Regions from separate parts of the Mus musculus genome. Here regions 1, 2, 4 and 5 are each linked to region 3. The links are chromatin contacts, called in public Hi-C, HiChIP or PLAC-seq and promoter capture Hi-C maps. All regions are on one chromosome and are shown on one strand. Each heading gives the region's core, a stretch centred on a gene start, on an enhancer-like site or on the middle of the called end of the contact. The rest is flanking DNA. Distances are from core to core; before and after follow the strand shown.

The links. Promoter capture Hi-C pulls out the DNA fragments that hold promoters and counts their contacts. A called contact is a pair of places that touch in the nucleus more often than the background predicts. HiChIP or PLAC-seq counts read pairs in DNA pulled down with a chosen protein or histone mark.
Region 1: a contact with region 3 is called in a Hi-C map of cortical neurons, with 4 times the contacts expected there. The contact joins the enhancer-like site here to the promoter of Shisa9 in region 3. A contact is called at or near these places in 3 of 39 promoter capture datasets (embryonic stem cells, frontonasal cranial neural crest and pre-B cells), 1 of 484 Hi-C or Micro-C datasets (cortical neurons) and 4 of 115 datasets of contacts at active chromatin or transcription factors (astrocytes, embryonic forebrain, embryonic midbrain and 1 more).
Region 2: an H3K4me3 HiChIP or PLAC-seq map of forebrain shows a contact between it and region 3, with 3 times the contacts expected there. The contact joins the enhancer-like site here to the promoter of Shisa9 in region 3. A contact is called at or near these places in 8 of 39 promoter capture datasets (embryonic stem cells, frontonasal cranial neural crest, hematopoietic stem and progenitor cells and 4 more) and 4 of 115 datasets of contacts at active chromatin or transcription factors (astrocytes, embryonic forebrain, embryonic stem cells and 1 more).
Region 4: a contact with region 3 is called in a Hi-C map of the N1E-115 cell line, with 5 times the contacts expected there. The contact joins the enhancer-like site here to the promoter of Shisa9 in region 3. A contact is called at or near these places in 7 of 39 promoter capture datasets (the C10 cell line, embryonic stem cells, hematopoietic stem and progenitor cells and 3 more), 1 of 15 datasets of contacts at CTCF or cohesin (the NIH/3T3 cell line), 14 of 484 Hi-C or Micro-C datasets (the AML12 cell line, the HPC-7 cell line, the N1E-115 cell line and 9 more), 7 of 115 datasets of contacts at active chromatin or transcription factors (astrocytes, bone marrow-derived macrophages, embryonic forebrain and 4 more) and 1 of 9 other capture datasets (embryonic stem cells).
Region 5: a promoter capture Hi-C map of hippocampal neurons shows a contact between it and region 3, with 6 times the contacts expected there. The contact joins the enhancer-like site here to the promoter of Shisa9 in region 3. A contact is called at or near these places in 9 of 39 promoter capture datasets (the HPC-7 cell line, cranial neural crest, embryonic stem cells and 4 more), 4 of 484 Hi-C or Micro-C datasets (cortical neurons and cranial neural crest), 5 of 115 datasets of contacts at active chromatin or transcription factors (astrocytes, embryonic forebrain, embryonic midbrain and 2 more) and 1 of 9 other capture datasets (embryonic stem cells).

Annotation. Positions count from the first base shown.
Region 1 is chr16:11,525,236-11,527,935 of GRCm38.p6, forward strand. The region is part of intron 14 of Snx29 (sorting nexin 29); the gene reads left to right. Among named protein-coding and RNA genes, the nearest start is that of Gm32100, 57 kb to the right of the region's middle. Within about 2 kb of position 1,441, at least 99 of the 459 cell types and tissues checked have an H3K27ac peak or open chromatin away from gene starts, as enhancers often do. A contact at or near this core is called in cortical neurons and embryonic stem cells, where this site is marked.
Region 2 is chr16:11,669,634-11,672,462 of GRCm38.p6, forward strand. All of the region lies in intron 18 of Snx29 (sorting nexin 29), which reads left to right. Among named protein-coding and RNA genes, the nearest start is that of Gm32100, 87 kb to the left of the region's middle. Within about 2 kb of position 1,423, at least 36 of the 459 cell types and tissues checked have an H3K27ac peak or open chromatin away from gene starts, as enhancers often do. A contact at or near this core is called in forebrain, where this site is marked.
Region 3 is chr16:11,982,760-11,985,472 of GRCm38.p6, forward strand. Shisa9 (shisa family member 9) reads left to right here and starts at 1,354. Exons shown (of 5, transcript NM_028277.2): 1 at 1,354-2,384. The coding sequence starts at 1,822. Gm32278 (predicted gene, 32278) reads right to left here and starts at 986. Exons shown (of 2, transcript NR_155455.1): 1 at 799-986.
Region 4 is chr16:11,693,231-11,696,085 of GRCm38.p6, forward strand. The region is part of intron 18 of Snx29 (sorting nexin 29); the gene reads left to right. Among named protein-coding and RNA genes, the nearest start is that of 4833415N18Rik, 85 kb to the right of the region's middle. Within about 2 kb of position 1,326, at least 17 of the 459 cell types and tissues checked have an H3K27ac peak or open chromatin away from gene starts, as enhancers often do. A contact at or near this core is called in the N1E-115 cell line and bone marrow-derived macrophages, where this site is marked.
Region 5 is chr16:11,578,340-11,581,039 of GRCm38.p6, forward strand. All of the region lies in intron 15 of Snx29 (sorting nexin 29), which reads left to right. Among named protein-coding and RNA genes, the nearest start is that of Gm32100, 4.0 kb to the right of the region's middle. Within about 2 kb of position 1,427, at least 61 of the 459 cell types and tissues checked have an H3K27ac peak or open chromatin away from gene starts, as enhancers often do. A contact at or near this core is called in cortical neurons, forebrain, hippocampal neurons and 1 more, where this site is marked.

The DNA of each region.
Region 1 (2,700 bases), core at 191-2,690, 460 kb before region 3:
ACACACACACACACCTGCTGTTGTGTCATTTGGAACAGGCACAGACTCAGCCTACCCCTCCTCCCCAATAACTGCCACGTAACAGAGGGTCACAGGCTGGGGTCACACAACTTTAAACTACTCTTTATCTTTTGTTGGCTTGGTTTTTGGAAGACAGCATAAAATTTATCTTCTTGGATTCTCAGTTATTATTTTTCCCCTTTCCCCACATGAGTATGAATTATAGAGGGCTGTTTTTTGGGATTTGACTCTATCACAAGAGAACTAGCTTCAGTGGGAGCAGTCCTGAGGTAGCTTGTGTCCCATTCTCTTTTTTGTGTAATTGAATATTTTATCAGGTTTTGAACAGCAATATAATGATCCCTAGTCACCCATCTCTTCTAGTTCTCTAAGTAACCAGAAATGAATGATACATATGAATGTACACAGACAGACCTTAGGCTCTCTGATACGTGTACCTGCTCTACATTTTTCTCTCCAAATGTGATTCGAGCATACTGGGTTGGCTTGGGAACAAGCTGCCTTGTTTGTAAACCCAGTTTTTAAAAAAAATTCTGTATATTTCCTTGGCTGTATGTTTGTGCAGCACATGCTTGCATATGTGTTTGTGCAGAGGGTATTAGATTACGTGGCACTGGAGTTTATAGGCTGTGAGCTGCTATCTGGGTGCTGGGATTTGAACTGTAGATCTAGTTCTATTGTGACATGCCCACACCTATTTGTTAGTATCACTGATGGCTGCTTTCATGAGGCAGTTGTATAGCTAGATAGTTCCAGCAGAGACAGGAAGGGGGTGTCCTCTAAAATACACACTAAAATAGTTATCAGCTGACCTTTGGAGGAATTGGAGGTCCCAGACCTGCCTTGTCTTTTCCAGGTAACACTGTCACTTAATAGAACTTTTCTGGGTCATCCTTTCGGTATCAGAATATTGGAATCACCATGGGTGTGCTGTCTGCTCACAAATCATTCTCTGCATGTATAGGCTGGCAGGTGGGGGCGGGGGTGAGCACAAAGACCTCAGTGCCTCCGATAGGGACAGATGGCAGCCCTGGAAGTCAGTGTCATCTAGATCTAGATCTTGACTATCCCTCCAGCAGCATTCAAGCACATTCCCACCCCAGCAGCCAGCCTGCAGTCCGCTTCCTGGGCTTTAGCCCAGCCTAGACAGGAGACCTGTGATCCTGCTGTTAGAAAGGTCTGTGAGGCCTGCCGCTTTACTCTAACTTCCCTCGCCTTTAGCAGACAGTTGAAACCAGCTATGGCTGGATCTGGGTGCTCAGGGTATTTACCAGCAGAGCCAGCACTGTGTGCATTCATTCTGTTTCCAGACCAGGGTGTTTCCTGTTTTGGCAGAGGAAGCGGGTTGGGCAGGTACACTAGAATGGAGGCCGAGGGGCTCAGGGCTTGCATCTTGGGTGTGGGCAGCAGGAGCAGGGCTGAGCTGAGCTGGAGAGATAGGCAGGGCCAGAAGAAACCTCCAACCCAACCTCCACATTACTTCCTCCCCACTGTCACTCAACCTTGGGTTTCCGAGCTCGTCAGACTCTGCCTTTAAAGGGAGAGTGACTTTTAGGCACCTAAAATATTTTTCTTTTCTTTTCTTTTTTTCCTTCTTTTTTTTCTCTCTCTTTTTTTGAAATTTCTGACATTGTTTGAATTTAATGATTCATATTACGAATTATTCATGAAAATGATCTTTTAAGCTTCTTATAATAGCTGAAATTATCCTTCATTAGATACTGACAGTTCCTGTGATGGGTGTAATTATAAAAAATATTCTTAGGCTAGCTATATTCTGCAGTGTTAAAATTACGCAAATGAGCAAGGGACAGGAATAGAAGCTGAGTAGGATGGTCAGATTTCATGGGATAAGGGGGAGGGCACCGCAGGCTTTCTAAAAATGAATAAACATGTGCTTGGGTGTCCAGCGAGCATGCCTCCCGCACAGTCTGCCTTGCTGCTCAGCCGCACCTCCCTGGCACGGGAGCAGAGGCATGCCAGTGACGGGCTTGTGTGCTACGCTTGCCCACCCATGAATCGTGGGATGGAGAAGGTTCTTTTTCTCTCCCCTTTTAGCTCTGTTCACTCAGCATTTTCTGCAAGGCGCACTGTAGTAATCCTAGGTACTTGAAGAGAGTAGCAGTTTGCTGCTAACAGATAGTACAGGGAAGGGAGGAATGGAGCAGGAAGTAGGGCCCTGGGGCTGGGACAGTCACCTGGGTGACAGAACCTCATCATGCTTATAGCACAGGACAGCCAGGGCATGCGTTCCCAGCTCATGGAGACCACCTGGTTTTGGGGGTTTGAGCTCGGTACTTTCTCTAAGGTTCTATATATCTGGCTGTCCTTGAACTTATGACTCTCTTGTCTCGGTCTCCTGGTTATTCGGATTATAGACATGCCTACTCTGCCTGACTTAGATTCTCATTTTTGATTTTCTGTGCTGGAGGCAGACATCAGGACCACATGGCACTCCCCAGCTGTAGACAAGCACTCACCACTGGCCACATCCCCAGCCATCTTCACTTATTATGAGACAAGTTTCACAAAGTCATCTAGGTTGTTCAAAGACTTGCTGTATAGCGCAGGCTGTTTTTGAACTTGAAGTCATTCCTCATCTTCCTGAGTAGCTTGGATGACAAGTCTGTACCGCCATGCCTGGACTTCTCTCGGTATCATGGAGGATGAGTAGAAGGA
Region 2 (2,829 bases), core at 173-2,672, 310 kb before region 3:
TAGAAACTTCTAGAATAGTACCTGTAGAGCCTTCTGCATGCATGGAGAGGACCTAGTTAGTAGAGTTGTTGCAGGCATGTTCCTCCCAGGCATTCACAATTAGTGTAGTTGCTGTTTGAGTTACTCTGTACCCACAGGGTTGTCTGTGTAGACACAGCATGGTATAATCGTCCTACACTTATGACAAAAGTATGTTTCTGGAGCTTAGTTGGTGATGAGTATGTTGGGAATGGGTGTGTTGAGGGCCTGAGTTCCACCCTGAGAATCCATCTGAAAATGCTGGTGTGTTATGTGTATCATGATCCCAGTGCTAAGGAGGTGGAAACAGGTCCCCAGGGCTTGCTGGGCAACTTGCCTCACCTACCTGATGAGTTCTGCACCTATGAGAGACTGTGTGGAAGGGGGAGATGGAACATCAGCTGACTATTGGTTATCTTCTGTTTTCTATATGCACATGTACACATACGTGTGTACATGAGCATGTAAACACACAGACACACTTTCCTCTCCAGTCAAGAATTAAGAACCAGGGCTGCCCTGGCTTCAGGCCAGGATTCAAGTAACTGCCTGTCTTTTTCCTTGCTATATTGGCAAAATGGAGCTGGACACTGATGCTTCTGGAACAGGTACCATCATGCTGCAGCTTCTCACCTGCTGGTGCCATTGCTGCACAGCCCAATTGCCCATTGCTGTCTGTCTCTCAGCAGCCTGCAGGGGACAGTGTGTAGGGACTGTCTGTCTCTCGGCAGCCTGCAGGGGGCAGTGTGTAGGGACTGTCTGTCTCTCGGCAGCCTGCAGGAGGCAGTGTGTAGGGACTGTCTGTCTCTCGGCAGCCTGCAGGAGGCAGTGTGTAGGGACTGTCTGTCTCTCGGCAGCCTACAGGGGACAGTGTGTAGGGACTGTCTGTCTCTCGGCAGCCTGCAGGAGGCAGTGTGTAGGGACTGTCTGTCTCTCGGCAGCCTGCAGGAGGCAGTGTGTAGGGACTGTCTTCCGGCAGCCTGCAGCTGCTCAGATGTCAGCTCCTAGGGGTTGTATTTATGTGATGAATGCTTCCCGGAGGCATGTGGCACAGGGGTAATGATTATTTTATTTCTGGTTTTGAAGAAGTAGACACATGGTGGTGAATAGATGCCTTCTGGCTTGGGAGAGCTTCCCTGTTGTCTGCCTTTGGAATGGTTCCAGCTTCAGGAGGCCTTCACATCGTGTTAGTCTCTGAGCCACCACACTAGACCAGGAGGGCTGGGAGCTTTTAGGTTTTGTTGTTTGGAGCTGGGCTTCAAAAGTCTTGGTTTCTTAATGAGGCAGAAGAGGTGGAGCTGTTGCTCTAAGCTTTGCATCTCTGCCTCAGCCTCTCCTAGATATAGAAAAGCGTTTCAGGCCTAACCTTGAGAGGTTATCTCCTTGTGCTGGCAGCCTCCTCCCAAGAGACTGTGAGTCCCAAGCTCTGTGCCAGGCTTCCCAGCCGTGGTGACTGTCAGACTGCTCTACTGTCTAGAGCTAGGAGGGGCAGCCTGACTTGGCAGCCGTGTGGAAACGGTTTTCTAGGGGCAGAGAGACAAGGCTGTGGAAAATGTGTCCAATGCTGATTGATGTCCTCAAGGACGGTGTGACGCTTATAGTCCAGGAGTGGTGAAGGAATCTCAGCTCTAGCATCTGAGTGCTGCTGGCTCAGTGACAGGGGACAGGTGCAGAGCAGGGAGCCCAGGAAAGGTGTGGAGAGAAACAGGTGTTAAACACCTCAGTTAGAAGAAGAAGTCAAAGGAAAAACAGGCATGTGGCTTAGCAAAAGGAAGTCATCTGGTGGAAAGTTTCAGTGACTGAGTTGTGTCACCAAATTCACCTCTTCTGTAGTCACCTTTGCACTAATGTATTTATGAAGAAAGGACAGGGGAAATGTGAATAAGGCCAGTGCTGGTCACTAAGCCTTTCATATGTACAGCCCTCCGTGCTGTCAGACTCTATTTCCCTATCGATAATCCCGAGTTACTACTATTTACTATGTTCCATCTGGGCTGCTCTTAGCTCCAATTGGGCAGCCCTCGGGGCCACACTCTCTTGACCTTAGCCCATGGCAGCTTCTTTTTCTTCCTCCTCCTCTTCTGCATGTTCGTCCTCCCCGTGGTCCTAAGCCCAGGAAACCTAAACCCCACCTATGTCTCTTCTGCCTAGCTGTTGGCTATTGTCATCTTTATTTACTAATCACAATTAACTGGGGGGCAGGGTCACAGGGTCTACGTGCAGACTCCAGGTCTTTGGGGTCTGCACTTAACGTTACTATCCACAGTAAAAGACAAAACCCTCAACAGAGCTCCAAAATAAAGAAGAGGGACTATGATGATAATGATGGTGGCGGTGGTGGTGGTGGTGGTGGTGATGATGGTGGTGGTGGTGATGGTGACAATGGCAGTAGCTGCAGTTGTAGTGGTTTCTAAATGCTTCCCAGTGTCAAAAAAATCACTTCTGTTCTTTACTTGAACTCTGGGAACACTGACAAGAAAGTCCTTTGTTTGTTGTTATTTCTTATGTGTGCATGGTGTGTGTATGTCTCTGTGTGTCTGTCTGTCTGTGTGTACACGTGCATGCTGGAGCACCCCTGTAGAGGCCAGAGGATGACTGTATAGAATATGTCTTTTACTACATTGGAGCCTAGTGATCTAACTCAGGTTGTTAGCCTTGAGGAATGAACACTTTTATGCACTTGGGTCATCTCTCCAGCTCTGATCAGAAAACTCTAATCACAGCTTCAAGAGTAGAAGGCAACATGTCAGACTCTGTTAAAGAAAATAAAATCATGAAAAGTTTGGGACACTTCATTGTTGAGAGGAAATT
Region 3 (2,713 bases), core at 104-2,603:
TAATAAATCCTCTCATAAATTATCAATTAAGAGGATCCCAGCAGACCATTTTACATGTGGCCCAACTTCGTGGTCCTTTGAAAATTTCCCCCAAGAGTCCTGCAGCTGAAACCAAACAAGAGGAGAGGGAACAGAAAACATTGCTTCCTCTGTGATTCACCCAGCCTACTGCAAAGAGCATACTCAGTTAATACAATTAAAAAACAAAACGCCAGGGCGTGTGGGGATATAAATTTAGCTTAGCAGCTTTGATGTGAATCCTGATTTAGGGGCTATTGAAATCAAATTCAAGTAGAGGGCAGGAAGAAATAGGAGAAATGGTCGAGGGCTTATGGAGGGCTGGGAGGAATCAGTCAGGAGAAAGGAAGAGAGAACAAATTTGGAAAGGTTGAGAAGAGATGCTGGGAGCCAAGGAAACAACCTCGGTGAGGATGTCGGGGAAGGGGGGCTCCGTGGGGACAGGGGACAGCCTGCTCTGGAGACTGTCGCGCGGGCTGCAGAAACGAGTGGCTGAGGATGAGTGCCCAGGCCTTGCGCTGCGCCAAAACTGCCAGCGCAGAGGCGGCGCCGCTGTGTGCCCTCCTGTGGAGCTCAGCGTTCGCTGCGGGGGCGAAGAGGGACAGAAAGCGGCAGGTCCTAAGGGCTAGGGGAGTTCTTAGGAGAGCCCTTCCAGGGTGAGCCATTGCCTTCGCTTTGTCCGCTGACCGCCTCGCCAGACCACCCAGCTTTTAATATGAGTTCCCAAGCCCCTGTTCTGGGGTGCTTACCACAGCCCAAGGGGTTTGACACCTAACCCACCTTCCCAGTTCCAGCCTCTTCTCTGTTCAGGGACTCGAACCATCCCAGGCTCGCGCCAGGCATGAGGTCGCATCCCCGGAAAGGGCAAGGCAGTTCCTGCACGCCCGGGAGGAGGAGGGAGATCTTGTCTACACTGCTTCTAGTGTGTCTTGGAGTGAGCAAGCCATCTAATCTGTCCCGATTCTCCTAGTCACCCCTTCCCTGATCGACAGATTGCAATCGCAGCTCCTGCGCACGCACCCCTAGGGGGGGAAATCGAGGGCGGAACCACCTCTGAGTCTTTGCTTGGGGTGAGGAGCACCTTTCTCCCCGAGAGGGTGCCAGAGGTCCCGGCCGTGGTTCTTTCCACCTGCCGAGAAATCAGAGCTGTTCTTTCGAGCCTGGCAGCGGTGGAGCTTGCTGCTTTTGCCCGAGCTCTCTCTGCACGCCCCCTATTCGCCCCCGCCCGCCCGAGTCACCTCTTTACGCGCCCCCGCCCCTTTCGAGCTAGCGCTCACCACCACCCCTCCTCTATCCGCCCTCCTCCCCTTCCCCCTTCCCTCTGGCCCTCCCTTCATTCCACAAGTGTCGCTTCTCTCTCTCTCTCCAGCGCACTTGGCGTGCTAGAGAGGTGAAGAGCATCCTGCGAGCGAGCGGACGTGGGGAGCCGAGTCCCGGGTGGCGGGTGGAAGGGAGTTACGGACACAGCGACTCTCTCCTGTTTTCCACCCCCGCCTCCCCCGGTGGCCAGCAGGACCTGCACCCCGCGCTGGCCCCCGCTCCTGCTCCGTCCCCGCCCGGCCCCGGCGCGCTCCTCCCCGGCCGGCCCCCTTCCTCGGCGCGCGTCGCGCTGGAGGCGAACGCAGTCTGAGCCGAGCGCAGTGGCCGCCGACCACCGAGCGCCCCGCGCCGCCTCCCTGCATGTGCGGCCAGCGGCGGCCCGCAGCCCCCGCCAGCAGCCTCGGCAGCTTCGGCCGCGCGTCCAGAGGCGGCGGTAGCGGCTCCAGCGGCGGCCGAGCGCTCCAGCCCGGGTTGGGAGACACGATGCGCCGAGTCCTTCGGCTGCTTCTCGGCTGCTTCCTCACCGAGCTGTGTGCCCGCATGTGCCGGGCGCAGGAGCGATCTGGGCACGGGCAGCTAGCGCAACTGGGCGGCGTACTGCTGCTCACAGGGGGCAACCGCTCCGGAGCCGCCTCCGGAGAGGCCGGCGAGGGCGTCGGGGGCTCGGACGCACCGCCGACTCGAGCGCCCACGCCAGACTCCTGTCGGGGCTACTTCGATGTCATGGGCCAGTGGGACCCGCCGTTCAACTGCAGCTCGGGCGACTTCATCTTCTGCTGCGGGACTTGTGGCTTCCGGTTCTGCTGCACGTTTAAGAAGCGGCGACTGAACCAGAGCACCTGTACCAACTACGACACGCCACTCTGGCTTAACACGGGCAAGCCCCCAGCGCGTAAGGATGACCCCTTGCACGACCCCACCAAGGACAAGACCAACCTTATCGTCTACATCATCTGCGGGGTGGTGGCTGTCATGGTGCTGGTGGGCATCTTCACCAAGCTGGGGCTGGAGAAAGCGCACCGGCCCCAAAGGGAACACATGTCCAGGTGGGCTGCCTCCCCTTCGCCCCCCTCTTTGGGTCCACTTTCCTTTCCCATCCATCTCCAACATTCCCCAGCCGTGCTTCCCTCCACCCCAAGGTCTCCGATTGGGGAATGTCATCCAGGACGACAACTTTCCCTTGTAGCATTGAGCCAAGCAAGGCATTGGGCTCAGCACAGGTGGGAGTGAAGGCCGAGTGTGGAAGGGGAAAGTCTCTTTTCCCCTCGCCCACCTCCTGTTCCCTCTCACCAGATATGATGGTGGGTCTTGAGACACATAGCCGGGTCTTTAAACTCTTGCGTTTTGGGGAGAGGATCCATTTATGGAGGTAAAC
Region 4 (2,855 bases), core at 76-2,575, 290 kb before region 3:
CAAGGAAATGCCTTTCAGCATCTGCACCTCACATCTTGAGTGCACAGCACAGTCAGTAATTATTGCTTATTATCAGGTGGCATATTTCTCGTATCAACCTCCTTTAATTGAATGGGTAATTCAGGATTGATCCAGCCCTTTAAGAGGCACCATTATGTGCTCACTGAGCAGAGAAGAGTCAAAAGAGATCATGAAGAACATTTGTCACCGCAGTGCTAGTGGGACTATTCCAGTTTACAGCAGTCAACTGAGGACAGGATTCCTTATAGGCTTCTGTGGGGTGGAATTAACACATGTGGTAGCTTTGCTGACATAGGGCAGAATCAGCCACGTGTGGTAATTGCATGTGTCCTGCCTCTCACTAAGGAGCAGTCAGCACTTTTGTCCCCTCATGGTGGGCTTGCAGTGTTTGCCCATTTGCTGTGTGTGTGTGCAGGTATGCACTTACACATGGAGCACAGAATGTTCTCTGACTCCCTAAGTCAGTGACAAGCCAGTCAGTCCATCTGATCACCGACTGTTCCCAGTGGCCCTCCATGCTAATGTGAGCCATCAGGAAGGGTGGTGGGTTCTTTACCCTACCTTTGTGATATTCTTAGAACTTCAAGTTTTATTTTACCTGGATTCTCCCTCCCTCCCTAGCCCCAACCCCAGCCAGCTTTTATGTCCCAGTGGATGAAGTATCTCCTCTTCCATGTCTCCATGGCTTGCTTGTTTGTTCCTGTGTCACAGGGGCTTTGGCTTGGAGATGTTCGAGATCAAGTGTGGCTTTGGGTCATTTACTGCATCCCCTGCCTGTTGGCAGTTGACCTCAGACAAATAACAAAAGAATCAAGTAAGTGATCTAGACGCCCTTGGAGCCAGCCCTGGTTGAACTAGGCTGTCAAGGTGAACGAGCTGCCATGTATTTATTCTGCTTTATTCCATAGGGTCTATCAATTTCTGTGATTTTTCTTTTAATGGAGCAAGGTTTAATGTTTAAATAAATACTAGAAATCAGCACCATTCCCTCAAAACTTTGACTCTCAAAGCATTGGGATGGTTGAATCCAGCCTGTGGAGGCATGAGTGTTACCACCTGGGTGCTTCTCCACCTTGCTTTCTCCTGTCTATTGGCACAAACACACATTAACAGGGATTCTAAAAAATATAAAGAATAAATTTTCCTGGCATCCAGCTGGGAATGAGAACTTTACAGACTAGTTCTCACCTCTGCTCAAATCTCTGTCTTTTAACTATGGAAATGAAATCCCAGAAAAACCACTGGACAGAGTAGAGATTACACAATTGAAAGGGAGTGGTGTTCACTGGCAGCTGGATTGCCTGGCTCAGAAAGTAAATCAATTTCATCTTGTTAGCGCAGGAGACCAGTGGCCCAGGGCTATAATTGGATGCTTTTTGAAAACTGCCTGTCTGAGCTCCGGTGCAGTTTTATGGAGAAGGCGTTCAGCTCTTGCTCCGGTTTTCCAGGTGGCTCCTGAGGTTGCTTTCATGAGCTTAGGGCACTTCATTTTACTGAACAAAAGCTAAAACAGCAACCCCACATAAGAGGGCCCTCCTCATTGGCGTGCTTGTCGGGAGGGTAGTGGGGAGGACTCTCGACCCAAGATTCATGGGTACCACATTAGGAACTCTTGTCATTAGGGCAGGTAAGTGGCACAAGTGTGAGGCTGCTGGTCACCTGGCATCTACATTCTGGAAGCAGAGATTAAAAACTTGTGTTCAGCTTATTTCTTGTTTTCTCAGTCTTAGATTCCAGCCCATGGCATGGGGTCACCAGTGCATTTAATACACACCCCCCACCTCAGTTAATTTACTCAATACAATCCCTCACAGAATTTCTCAGAAATGTGCTGAATAATTCTAGACCCTGACAAGCTGACAATGTTACCTCTCTGGGCATCTAAGATAAAAGCTCCCCAAATCAAGTGAGAAAGGCTGAGACTACTGTCATGGAAGGCCAGCATCCTGAGCACCATGAGCACCAGGCGGCAGCAGTGATGCCATTAGCCCATTTGATAGAGGGATAGAGCTTCCGAGATGTCACACAAGCCACTTGAGATTATATAGCTTGCACCTTACCAAACCAACATTCCTCTGCAGGTGCACCTCCTTCCAGAGGTCTTTGCAGTCAGCCTGCTTGTCCCTTGCCCCAAGCCCCAACTCACTGCTCTCATTTCCACTACTGTGGCCTTCTTGTGGCCACAATGGAGACACCAGCATTTGTTTGTTTAATATGACTCAGAAGTGGAGCTCAGGGAAGGATCCACAGCCCACAGAAGCAGGTACATGGCTGTGATCCGTTTGTCCAGTAAAGAGGCAGCTGAAGAGGAACTGGGCAGCCACATTACGCATCAAGTGTCATGATTAGCAAGGCAGATGTCATTTTAAACAGGATGTTTGCCTTCTTCAATGGGATAGGATCTGCAGCCTCCAGTGTGGCACCCTCTGTCCTCGAGTAGGAGAACCCTAGGCATACTGACTGTTGTACTTATTCATCTAACCCTCCCACTGCCCAGGGCCTAGCACTAGAGTCCAGACCCCAGTACTCCCTGTCTGCCACATCCCTACAGATTAGTCTCATGAACATGGGTTCCAGACCCCCACTATGATAGGAACTGTGGCTCCTGGCTGCCTGCTAAGCTCAGACTTCCTTTTCTTAGATGGCAGCATTCTTGGTGCTGAGAGAAGTGTTGTGGTTAGGAATCTTTGCAGCTGTGTGGCCACTGTATAGTGCTGCTGTAGTCAGTGGTGGCAATTTATGCAGTTGATCCCCTGATGAGCTGAGGGCTGCCAGAGTGTGGCTGTGACCTGCTCAGTAGTATTCACTCTTCAAAGATGCCCTGTACCACAGCT
Region 5 (2,700 bases), core at 177-2,676, 400 kb before region 3:
CTCCTCATCTGAGCCATGTGCTTTCTCCTTCCTCATAGCAGATAAGGGATTCTCTTTGTCTCATTTGGGTATAATGTAATACACTTGTGATCCTAGCACCTGGGAGGCGGAGGCAGGAGGATCCTGAGTTTGAGGCCAACCTGGGTTGTATAGTTGAGACTCTGTCTAAAAAATCCAACCAGAGATGGAGGAGGCTGCTCAGATGCCTAAGTGTTGGTTTTGTCTTTGTGGCGGCCTGGAATCTGGGCCTGCCTCTGACCGGGAGTCTGGAGTACTTAGGAAGGAGTAGGCGAACTTCCACAGAGACACACTTGGAAGATGATCCAAGGCTCTTCTTTTGGACAACAGATAAAAATATTGGTAATTATAGTGGCTGATTTCAGCTCCTCAGCCCTCCAGTATTTTGAGTCTCTGTTAGGTTTCTCCCTTTATGCAGGAAGAAGCTTCCTGAAGCCAGAGTCGCCTGGTCTTGATGGAAGAGGTTCAGGGCTGTTCTGTTGGTGCTGGGCACACCTTGGGAGGGATCAGGGCTGTTGTGAGCACCAGATAAGCTGGCCTTTGTTTTACTTGAAAAGCCTGCTGCTTGAGGGTAGAGCGACAAACTTCAGAGAGCAGACAGCTGATGTGACTGAGGAGACCAAGGTTTGCCAGCCTTGTACCGAAGTCTCTTCTGGCTACAGTGACTCACCTGTACCTCAAGGCATCTGAAGACCACTGATGTGTGTGTTAGTAAACTCTTGCTGCTGCCTTCAGCCTCATTTCTCACCTTACCTAGAACTTGTTTCATCTTTCAGAAGCACATCTTTGCATGGGGGTTGGGGCAAGCTGTCTAACTTGACAACTAACTTGATTCCTTTTTTCTGTCTTCTATCCTTGACTCATCTTTCCTTGTTAACTTTACACACACACACACACACACACACACACACACACACACACACACACACAAGGCGGGTTTATTGGGAAGCTTCTCTCAGCCAGGAGAGTTCACTGGACCCAAGGACTGAGGTTGGGAAGTTGCCATGAGGAAAGTGGGGGAGGGAGTGGGTCAGAGAGAGAGAGAGAAAGAAAGAGAAAAAGGGCATGCACACAGAGAGAGGAGATGAAGAGAGAGAGTAACTTATTTTCTTCACCTTTAAGATCTCATCTGAAGAGGGTGTGGTGGAAGGTGCCTGTAATTCTAGCACCTAGCAGGCTGGGGCAGGGGCAGGGGCAGGGGCAGGGGCAGGGGCATTATAAGGTTGAGGCTCGCTTGGGCCACTTCTCTGCTCTTCTACAAACTGGGTTCGGTCCCCAGGTGTCCTCAGCATCCTTTGTATCCTACATCCTGATCCTGATAGGGCAGCTTTCTCTGTACTTGCCTTGACTGTGTTCTCATTTTGCCCTTTCCCCAAGTCTGCTCTGCTGCAAGCCCAGCAGATGGCAGTAGACGTGCCCCAATCATCACCATTCTAGCTGTTCTAGCCCTAGCATCCAGCAGGACCCCTGGCATCTGACTGGTAACCCATTTAAACAGCATTTTCGATGAAGACCACAGGGAAGCTAGATCAAACTGGCTGAGGCAGACACAATACATTTATTTACTAAGTCCTATTTCAGTTTTCTCCTTGGGACCATGTGACTTGCTCAGGCTACTGGGGTATAAATAGAACTGCTGTGCGGTCCAGGCTGGGGGAGAGATCAACTGGAGAACGAACATTTCCTGGTTCTTGTTTTCCTTGCAGGGTACCTGTGAGCCATGGATTCTGTGTGGCCCAGCCACAAGAGGGCCCGAGTCTGGGTCCCCAGGCTGCTACTTAGAAGGCAGCCTTGCTGTTTTGCTGCTGGGCCCACTGTAATCTTTGTAAAAAGGAGGAGTGGGATTTTTATCTGTTTAGCCAGGGAACTATTGGGGTACTTGTTGCTGTCCTGCTTATCTTCAGTCCAGGACAGTCTGATTTTAGGCATGGGTAATTCCCCTTCTGTTCATAGATGGCTGTGATTCCCCTGAGCAAATCTTTTCTTCCAAGTTCACATTCAGAGAAGACAAGGCTTTGCTTCTTTTATTCCTGGCCAAAGCTTTGAATTTATGCTGGCAACCCAGCTGAGCCTCCGCTCTTGCTCTTCATCTGATCACAGGGTCTTGCTTCTGCACTGAGACAGCGGAGAGCCCTGGTCAGATGTGGGGAACGGAGAATAGGGAATGGGATGTACTTCGAGGGGAAGGAAGGATGCCATGGAGACTCCAGCTTACGTTAGCTCACAGCGAACAAGTAGTGAACAGATGAGCGCTTAGCGGTGAACAGACCTTCTCCCTTGTTTTTGGGACTCTGCTCTACCAGCTGAGTACTCTTCATCCAAGGGTCAGTGAGTGCAGAGACGGGGGCGAGGGCAGTATTTGAGACCTTGCCATGGAGGGGAAGGTGTGCAGGTCCTTTGCCTGTCAGCTTGGGTGGGCTAGGGCAATTGGGCTGCAGGAAGAACATGTGCAAGTTTGGCAACCTGGCAGAGATACTTAGCAGTGAGACAGGGATGACACTTCAGTTCCTCACTAGCAGCGATGTCTGTCTCTAACATTACCTTTTAGTCAGCATACAGAGCTGTGTTTTATCACACCGTTGTCAGAGGTGTGTGTCACTACCTCGCACACAGTCACTCCTCCAGACTGTTCCTCTGTGCAGCTTTCCTCTCATCTGTTTGTAAGGCTGTAGATATGATAAT